Regions from separate parts of the Ovis aries genome. Here regions 2 and 3 are each linked to region 1. Evidence: chromatin contacts called from public Hi-C data. All regions are on one chromosome and are shown on one strand. Each heading gives the region's core, a stretch centred on a gene start, on an enhancer-like site or on the middle of the called end of the contact. The rest is flanking DNA. Distances are from core to core; before and after follow the strand shown. Region 1 overlaps CLEC16A (C-type lectin domain containing 16A). Region 2 has its middle 7.8 kb from the start of RMI2. Region 3 overlaps LOC105604659.

Evidence for each region. Hi-C and Micro-C count contacts between places; a contact is called where the count stands out from the background.
Region 2: a contact with region 1 is called in a Hi-C map of liver, with 3 times the contacts expected there. The contact joins two enhancer-like sites. A contact is called at or near these places in 10 of 16 Hi-C or Micro-C datasets (blood, hypothalamus, liver and 4 more).
Region 3: a Hi-C map of tail adipose tissue shows a contact between it and region 1, with 7 times the contacts expected there. The contact joins two enhancer-like sites. A contact is called at or near these places in 3 of 16 Hi-C or Micro-C datasets (liver, mixed tissues and tail adipose tissue).

The regions. Positions count from the first base shown.
Region 1 is chr24:10,174,587-10,177,286 of ARS-UI_Ramb_v3.0, forward strand. CLEC16A (C-type lectin domain containing 16A) reads left to right here. Exons shown (of 22, transcript XM_060405630.1): 5 at 2,456-2,561. Among named protein-coding and RNA genes, the nearest start is that of CLEC16A, 32 kb to the left of the region's middle. Within about 2 kb of position 1,260, at least 6 of the 54 cell types and tissues checked have an H3K27ac peak or open chromatin away from gene starts, as enhancers often do. A contact at or near this core is called in liver, where this site is marked.
Region 2 is chr24:10,517,265-10,519,964 of ARS-UI_Ramb_v3.0, forward strand. No RefSeq gene overlaps it. Among named protein-coding and RNA genes, the nearest start is that of RMI2, 7.8 kb to the left of the region's middle. Within about 2 kb of position 1,442, at least 11 of the 54 cell types and tissues checked have an H3K27ac peak or open chromatin away from gene starts, as enhancers often do. A contact at or near this core is called in liver, where this site is marked.
Region 3 is chr24:10,548,294-10,551,054 of ARS-UI_Ramb_v3.0, forward strand. LOC105604659 reads right to left here. Exons shown (of 70, transcript XM_060405888.1): 70 at 1,094-1,776. The coding sequence ends at 1,772. Among named protein-coding and RNA genes, the nearest start is that of RMI2, 39 kb to the left of the region's middle. Within about 2 kb of position 1,413, at least 8 of the 54 cell types and tissues checked have an H3K27ac peak or open chromatin away from gene starts, as enhancers often do.

The DNA of each region.
Region 1 (2,700 bases), core at 10-2,509:
TTTCCCAGAAGCCTCCCAGCAGACTTCCTTTCCCGTCTTGCTGGTCAGAATTCTGTCACATTTCCCTCACAGTGTGTCTGGTGTTGGGGAATGGCCTGGCAGGACAGTTCTGGCTCAGTCTCTCACAAGGCTGCAGTCATCCGAAGGCTGGATTAGGGGGATCTGCTTCCAGGGTGGCTCGTCCACATGGCTGACCATTCAGTGCTGGCTGTTGCTGGGAGGCCTCGGTTACATAGTCCCCTCCAGGGAGTTGCTTGGGCATCCTCCTGGTGTGGCAGTTGGCTTCCCATAGAGTAAATGACTCCAAGACATCAAGGCAAGCTGTAATGCCTTTCCTGACGGGGCCTCAGAAGCCACACACCGTCTCTTCCATTGTCTTCTTTAGGCTGCCCAGGCCAGCCCTGACTCAGTGTGGAAGGAGGCCAGCTGCCACACAGCCATGTGCTGTTTGTCCGGCAAGTGTCCTCTGATTGGTGGTCACATATGCTGCACAGCCTGTACTTGAAGTCAGACCACGGTCCCAGACATTTCCTCTGGCAAAATCCACCCAGCTGTGTTCGTAGGATGTGGCAACAGCCTCCTGCACTTTGCTTTTTTTTTTGGTCTAGATTTATAGTGAGCAAAAACTGGCCTCTTGCTCACATATTGTTCCTGAAAACACTTTCGTTGAAACTCAACATCCACACGGTCCATTTCTTTTACAAGGGAAGGCCGCTCTTCCCTTTTACAAAAGGAAGGAATACTAGCTGCCAGCCACAAGGTGTGGGATGGTTTAGAAGATTAACATTGTGTGGCCCAGTGCCTGGAACACAGCAGGTGCTCACTGAATGTGTCCAGAGACCAGAGGGGTGCTGTTTGCATTCTCCCAGAGGCTATCTTGGGCAGAAGGAAACCCACCTGTGAAGTTTAGACCAGAGAGGGGGCAGGTTCTTCCCCAGCTCAGGTGCAGCTGGGCTTCTGTGTACCTGCTGGTGGGGGTGGGGGGACGGGGAGGGCAGGGTGCAGGGATTCTGGGGTCGTAGTGATGCTTCTGGAAGAATATCCAGCTGATCCCAGAGGAGTCATAGGAGCCTGATCTTTGAGGTGGACTTGGTTTCTGTTTCTGTGGGCTGGTGCAGTAGCTGTCACCTGTTAGGTGCACACCTGTGTCTAGCGCTCAGAATCACGTTGCCCTTATTAGACAGGTGTCACCCCGCTGAAGGTCGCTGGTTCCGTTTTCCCTGCCTGGGGGTGCCCTCCAGTCTGATTGGGTGCCATGCGAAACGCTGCCCAGAAGAGGGCAGCAGAGCACATCATTTCATGCTCCAGCCCGGATCCTGTGTGCCTTTTTCTTAATTAAGGCTCCACTTCTCTGGTTCTGAATGGTTTTGATCTGTTCTCTGGTTTTGATCTGTTCTGATAACCCCTTTTTAATGGCAGAAGATTCCCGAGATCCTTCTCTTCCACAGTAATGTTTACACTTTCATTGTTTCCAAATAGAGATATATATTAGCTAAAAGAGGGTCTTGGAGAAGGAAATGGCAGCCCACTCCAGTATTCTTGCCTAGGGAATCCCAGGGACAGAGGAGTCTGGTGGGCTGCCATCTATGGGGTCACACAGAGTTGGACATGACTGAAGCGACTTAGCAGCAGTAGCAGCAAAAGAGGGTCTAAATGTAGTCAGACTTCGAATTTGCCTTTTATTAGTTGAAGCAGCATCTAATAACTACATCTGAATTATCACTGAGTGCTCCTTAGGTATCAGGCACCAGGGTACGCACTGTACCTGAAATAATCTCATTTAATCTTAGCAACCATGAAGTGGGAATTATTATCCTCACTTTACAGATGTAGAAATGGAGGCTTAGAGACACTTCATCACACAGCTAGGGCTGGAGGAACAGATCCTGAACCTGGGCCTGGCGTTGTCTGGACCCACTTCTGTTTCTTCCGTGGTCTCACCGTCCCACCCCTCCACACACTCCCCACAGGGAGTGAACCACCGGCTTCAGGTTCACATGGGCGCTCTGTGTGTGTGTGGTGTGTGTGTGTGTGTGTGTGTGTGTCTTTTATGAACTCTCTGGTAGGATTCCTTGGTGGCTTAGCTGGTAAAGTATCTGCCTGTAATGCAGGTGACCCCGGTTTGATTCCTGGCTCGGGAAGATCCACTGGAGAAAGAATAGGCTACCCACTCCAGTATTCTTGGGCTTCCCTAGTGGCTCAGCTGGTAAAGAATCTGCCTGCAATGCGGGAGAACCTGGGTTCGATTCCTGGGTTTTGAAGATCCCCTGGAGACGCAAAAGGCTACCTACTCCAGTATTCTGGCCAGGAGAGCTCCATGGACTGTATAGTCCATGGGATCATAAAGAGCCGGACACAACTGAGCGACTTTCACTGATAGGGTTCAGAACCCCGGGGCAGGGGCAGGCATGTTTTACGGGTGTGTAACTCATTTTGGGTACTTCTTGTCTTTTAGCACACTAATGACTTCGCCCTGTATACAGAAGCCATCAAATTTTTCAACCACCCTGAGAGCATGGTCAGAATTGCTGTAAGAACCATAACTTTAAATGTCTATAAAGGTAAGTTCCCCTGTGAGCTTGCACCTTGTCGGGTTTCTAGCTTGACAGCAGGTACTTGCTCTCATGAGTCTATAAAGTTCTGTGGTGGTAACAGGGAGTTCATGTGTTATGGCTGGGGTCACCTGTCTCATGAAAGGCT
Region 2 (2,700 bases), core at 192-2,691, 340 kb after region 1:
CACATTCAGCCTGTGGTCCTTTGGAGGGGACAGCGTATTCAGTCTGTAGCACTGTTTTCCAAAGCAGCTACAGCATTTTGCTTTCCCCTCAGCAGTGTGTGGAGCTCAGTCGTGTCCAACTCTTTTGTGACCCCAACTGCAGCCTGCCAGGTTCCTCTGTCCATGGGATTTTCCAGGCAAGAATGCTAGAGTGGGTTGCCATTTCCTTCTCCAGGAGAACTTCCTGAGCCAGGGATCAAACCCAGGGCTCCTGCATTGGCAGGCAGATTCTTTATCACTGAGCCACCTGGGAAGCCCATATATATTTACATAAATACACACATATGCATATGCATAAGTATATATGTAATCACACACATATATATTTGGCTGTGCGGGCTCTTCGTGGCGGACTGAGAACTTTCTCCAGTTGCAGGGTGCAGGCTCTTTAGTTGTTGCACATGGGCTTAGCTGCCCCACAACATGTGGAATCTGTTCCCCAGCGCGGATCGAACCCACGTCCCCTGCATTGGAAGGCAGATTCTTAACCACTGGACCCCGAGGGAAGTCCCTGGATATACTATATTTTTTAACTCTAGCATTTTCTTTTAAAGGTGGGGAAATTGGAAAACGCATATTGTTTTTCCTGCCAGTCTGGGTTTTGTTGCCTGTCTGAAGTTTGTTTCGAGTCAGTTTATGTTCAGAGTTTGGTCAATGTTGCTGAGCTTCATCGGGACCTCTGCAGCCCTGTAGACCTGAATGTGAACACTTCATCTGTCCCACCTACTCTGTGCTTTAGTTTCCTCATCTATAAAATGCAGATTATACTGAGCTCTCAGCACTGGTGTGAGGAATAAGTGAGGAAGTGTGTAAATCACTTTTACATGTGCCTGGTACTTGGTAGGCCCCAAATGATTATTGCTGGTAATAAGTTCATACTCAAATCCTTCAGTTGCCTCTTAAAAATATATATATGTATGTATATATGTATATATTTTAGAATAGTTTTAGGTCCACAGAAAAATTTCAAAGACAGTGCAAAGAGTTCCCATTTACCTGTGCCCAGTCTCCCCTATTATTAACATCAACACAAATATGACACATTAGTTTCAATTAGTGACCCAACACTGAGATGTTATTAACCACATTCTACCCTTTATTCAGATTTCCTTAGTGTTTTTTCCAATGTCCTCTTCCTGTTCTTGGAGCCCGTCCAGGACACCCTATGACAGAGTCAGCATGTTTCGCTAGGCTCCCCCTGGCTGGGAAAGAGTTGACCATTTGCTTTTGATTACACTGACATTGCATTCTGATGTTGTCCACGCCATCTCTATCCTAAGATTCTTGGGCCAACTGTTTGTTCCACAATTAGCCTGGATTTCCCGATAGTAACCCTGGAGCTGGTTGTACGGTAGCCTCCCTAAGCCCTTAAACTGAAGTCTGCCTTGCTGAGGTCAGGCTCTTCTATCTGAAGCCGGCTCTTCTGCTCCAAGACCAACCCAGGCTGCTAAGAACCATATCCTGCCTGCTCCGTCCTCACCTAACTTCTGGTAACAAACGCCTGAATGAAAAATCGCTGATTGGGCCAATAGGGCCGCCTGGCAGTGAACTACCTTAAGAGTGTGGGAGGTGGGGAGACGAGGGTGCCCATGTCTTTCCGACAAGTCCCTGCAGACGCCGATGGCTCCCCAGGGGCTCGGAGCTGGCCCTGGGCCCTCTCGGCGTCTTAGCTGTTAGCTGAGCTCTTGCGGTCTGCCAGAATATTAAGAACTCTCACTGTTTCGCCTCCTGTTTCCTCCTTGACATCACCAGATGAAGACGCATCTCGGTTGGGGGTTTTAGTTTTCTGATGCCAAATCAAAGTTGGTTTATCAGCAAGCTCCCCTCACCAGACAAGGGCAGGCTGTGTGCTCCGGCTGCAAAGCTTCCCTTTTGAAATTGGCTCTTTTCTAAGAACTGAAAATAAGCACCCTGGGCTGTGACTTCACTTTTCTTGGAACTGCTTTACATTAGAAGAAAAAAAGAAGAGAGAGAGAGAAGAAAAAAAAAAAAAAACCCAGCTCATTTAGCTGGTTTTGGATCACTGAGTTCCCTAAATCTTTCTGTTGCATATTCTTGTAAAGCTGTAGTTTTACCACAAAATTCTTATGCATCAGGTGAAGCAGGAAGAAGGAAAGACCACAAGAAAAAAGTCAAGCATTTTGTCTCGTGGCCTGCTGTATGTGATTTAATGGTGAGGAGGAAAAGAATCCGGAGGACACGCCATGGACAGAATCGCCTTCCAACCTCGGGGATCGAGCCGTGACTGCGAGGCCCTGAGAAATGTTGGTCACCAAATGGACTAATGGACTAAGCCACAGGCCAGGCTCACTCAGCAGCTGCCCCTGTGTGTCACGTCAAGAGGGAAACACGCACCTTCGGCCACAGTGACCTACATTTAGCAGACATCTTGGAGCCAGTGCAAAGGACCACTTTTGGGGGTCCCTGCCTGCTGAGGCAGAGAGGGGCTTAGCCACACCTGGGCAGTCCCGGCCCTGCCCTCGGGTGTCCGACTTTGGGCTTGGAGACCAGTCTGTAGAGTGAATGAGACCCAAGAAGATCATGGGAACCCAAATAGAAGCCCTTTCCCCTCACAGATCTACAGACAGGCACAGAAATTGCTCCAAAAGGTCTGTCAGTATCTCTGTCCCCATCGAAGGGGCCTCCAGTGATGTGACTGTG
Region 3 (2,761 bases), core at 163-2,662, 370 kb after region 1:
CAGCTGAAGTTCATTTAACTCTTTTGTAAAGATCAGACTACAGGCACACCTTGGTGATGTCTGGGTTCAGTTCCAGACCACTGACATAAAGTGAGTCACAGGAACATTTTGGCTTTCCACTGCTTATAATAGTTATGTTTATACTGTAGTCTATTGAGCGTGCAATACCATTGTTTCTAAAAAAAAAAAAAGCATGTACATATCTTAATTATTGCTAAAAAACGCTAGTTGTAGTAGTAACATCACAGATTACCGTAACACATACAATAATCATGGAAAAGTCTGAAATATTATGAGAATTACCAAAATGTGACACAGAGACACCAAATGAGCGATGCTCTGAGGAAAATGGCACTGACAGATTTCCTCAACACGGGGCTGCTGCAAACCTTCCATCCGTAAAATGTAAACAACCCCTCCAAGCCCCCAAAATGCAGTGTCTGCAAATGGCAAAGACATGAGGTATGCCTATAGACTGTCCAAGGCCACCGTGAAGTGGAAGGCAAATGGTTGTGGTGGGGCAGACGGGCCCAGATCAGCGCCAGCCTGGCCACCTGCTAGTCGTGTGACCTTGAGCACGTGCCCTGGGCTCTCTGAGCCTGCTGCCGCTGCTGCTTCTGGCACTCAGGGATCGTCCACACCTCACTGGGTTATTATAAAGTCAGAGGGAAGAGCAAACGTGTTTTGAAGAGCAGAGCTTGGGCTCTGGAGTCTTCTGGTTGTAATACCCATGGCAACACAGCACCACCTCCAGAGTGTGGGAATGAGCAGGACCACATCCCCCATTTGCATCCCCTGCTGGAAAGTCTAAAACCCTCTTGAGTTCCTCTTTCTAAACTTCTCTGAGCACCTGCTATGTGCCAAGGATTACATGTGGGGAGGCCAAGGACAGCTGAGCACTGGCATCTGGCTTTCTGGTAGCCCCGAGCCTCAGGGCTGACAGCTCACCCACTGCTCTGGACTCTTGATTCGGTGTAGAGGGTGTCTTGGGAGCCCCCTACTGGTGAGCGGGTTTCACAGCCACCCACGCCTCCCCGGTCCACCCCATCCCTCCAGTGAAACAGCCAACTCCACCAATCTAACACACGTGTGCTTGGATTCTGCTAGCTTTAATTTTTCAAGGGCAACGCCTTCCCCCAAAGGAAGTGAACAACTCTGCAGGCTGTACCCTTGGGGGCTGAATGCCCAGAGCACAGGTCCGTGGAAACCGGTCCCCCGGAACATTCAGCCTTGGAAACAGGATCTATGCCAAGAGGGAAGCCCCCAACCAGGCTTTGATTAAGGGATTTGGGACCATCCGTTACCCTCAAGGAACCTCATGCCTCAGGGGAAGCCAATCCCAAGCTAGGAAGACCTGGGGCAGCCTGACTCATGCAGCAGAGGCTTCAGAAACGGCAGCCAGACGAGTGAAGAAATATCGCAGGCGAGAACAGTTCCGAAGCGGCATTCCCTCTCCAGAGCGGAACCGGCGGGCCAGGCTGTCTCCTGGATCACAGGGCAGGTGTTGAGGGGGACGGAGAATTATCCAGACCAGTGAGGGCTCCGTCGCCCCCGGAGGCATTTCAAAATCACTAACAGCCCTTCTTTCCTGGATCCATCTCAGTCCTGATCTTCTCTGACTTGCTGGTATTTTGTGCTCATCATTCTGCCCCAGACAAGAATCTTGACCTTGCTGGATGAGATGGGATTGTAGCTGGATGAGATGGGATTGTGGCAGAAGGAGAGGAAGTCTCAGATCTTTGGCAAGCCTGGTGCTGGCTCAGGCAGAATCTCAAACTGCGGAGAAAAGGGGAGAGAAGTATAATGCTTTGTGGACCCAGAGGACAGGGAACTCCCTGTTTCCTGGAATCAAGCTGGGGGCTCTTGTTACAGCCCCTGGCACACCACAGGCCCAGCAGGGTCAGGCCTCAAGTGGCCCCCATTAAAAGGGTATCTCCCCCTTTTAATGAGGAGATTGTTCCCAGCCTGGGAGAGGACTGGACCCCAGCACCTGATACTTTGGGAGTACAGATGATGTACCCAAAGGTGGTGGGTAAGTGGGTAAAAGAATCTGCCTGCAATGCAGGAGATGCAGGTTTGATCCCTGGGTCAGGAAGATCTCCTGGAGAAGGGAACCCACTTCAGTGTTCTTGCCTAAAGAATCCCATGGACAGGGGAGCCTGGTGGGCTACAGTTCAGGGGGTCGCAGAGAGTCAGACACGACTAAGCTATCTAGTCAGTTGGTGAAGGGGGAGTTCAGGAGCTGAATCCTGATGGAGAGAGGGTATCCAGGTCATGAAAGCAGTAGGGATATTCAGATGTTTCTGGAACACTCAGTGACCTCTGGATGACTTCTCTGCACTTTTAGAAAGAGCCACAGCCTTACCCCTGGGATCTCCAGTTCACTCTGAAGCAAGGACCTCTTTAATTTAGGAGTCACAGACCCAGGCAGATCCTCTGCACCTCTCTGAGCAAGACGCCATCAGCAGGTTTGTAAATTTTTAAAAAAATATTTATTAATTTTGACTGTGCTGGGTCTTAGCTGCAGCACACTGGATCTGTGATCTTGGTTGTGGCACACGGGATCTTTAGTTGCAGCATGCAGGATCTAGCTTCCTGGCCAGGGATTGAGTCCGGGCCCCTCTGCATTGGGAATGCAGAGTCTTAGCCTCTGGACCACTGGGGAAGTTCTAGCAGGTGAGTTTCAATCTCTGTTTCTTTCTTTTTCTGGTCTCTGTGTGATGGGCTCATCAATATAATACGAATTAAAAGCAGAGACAAG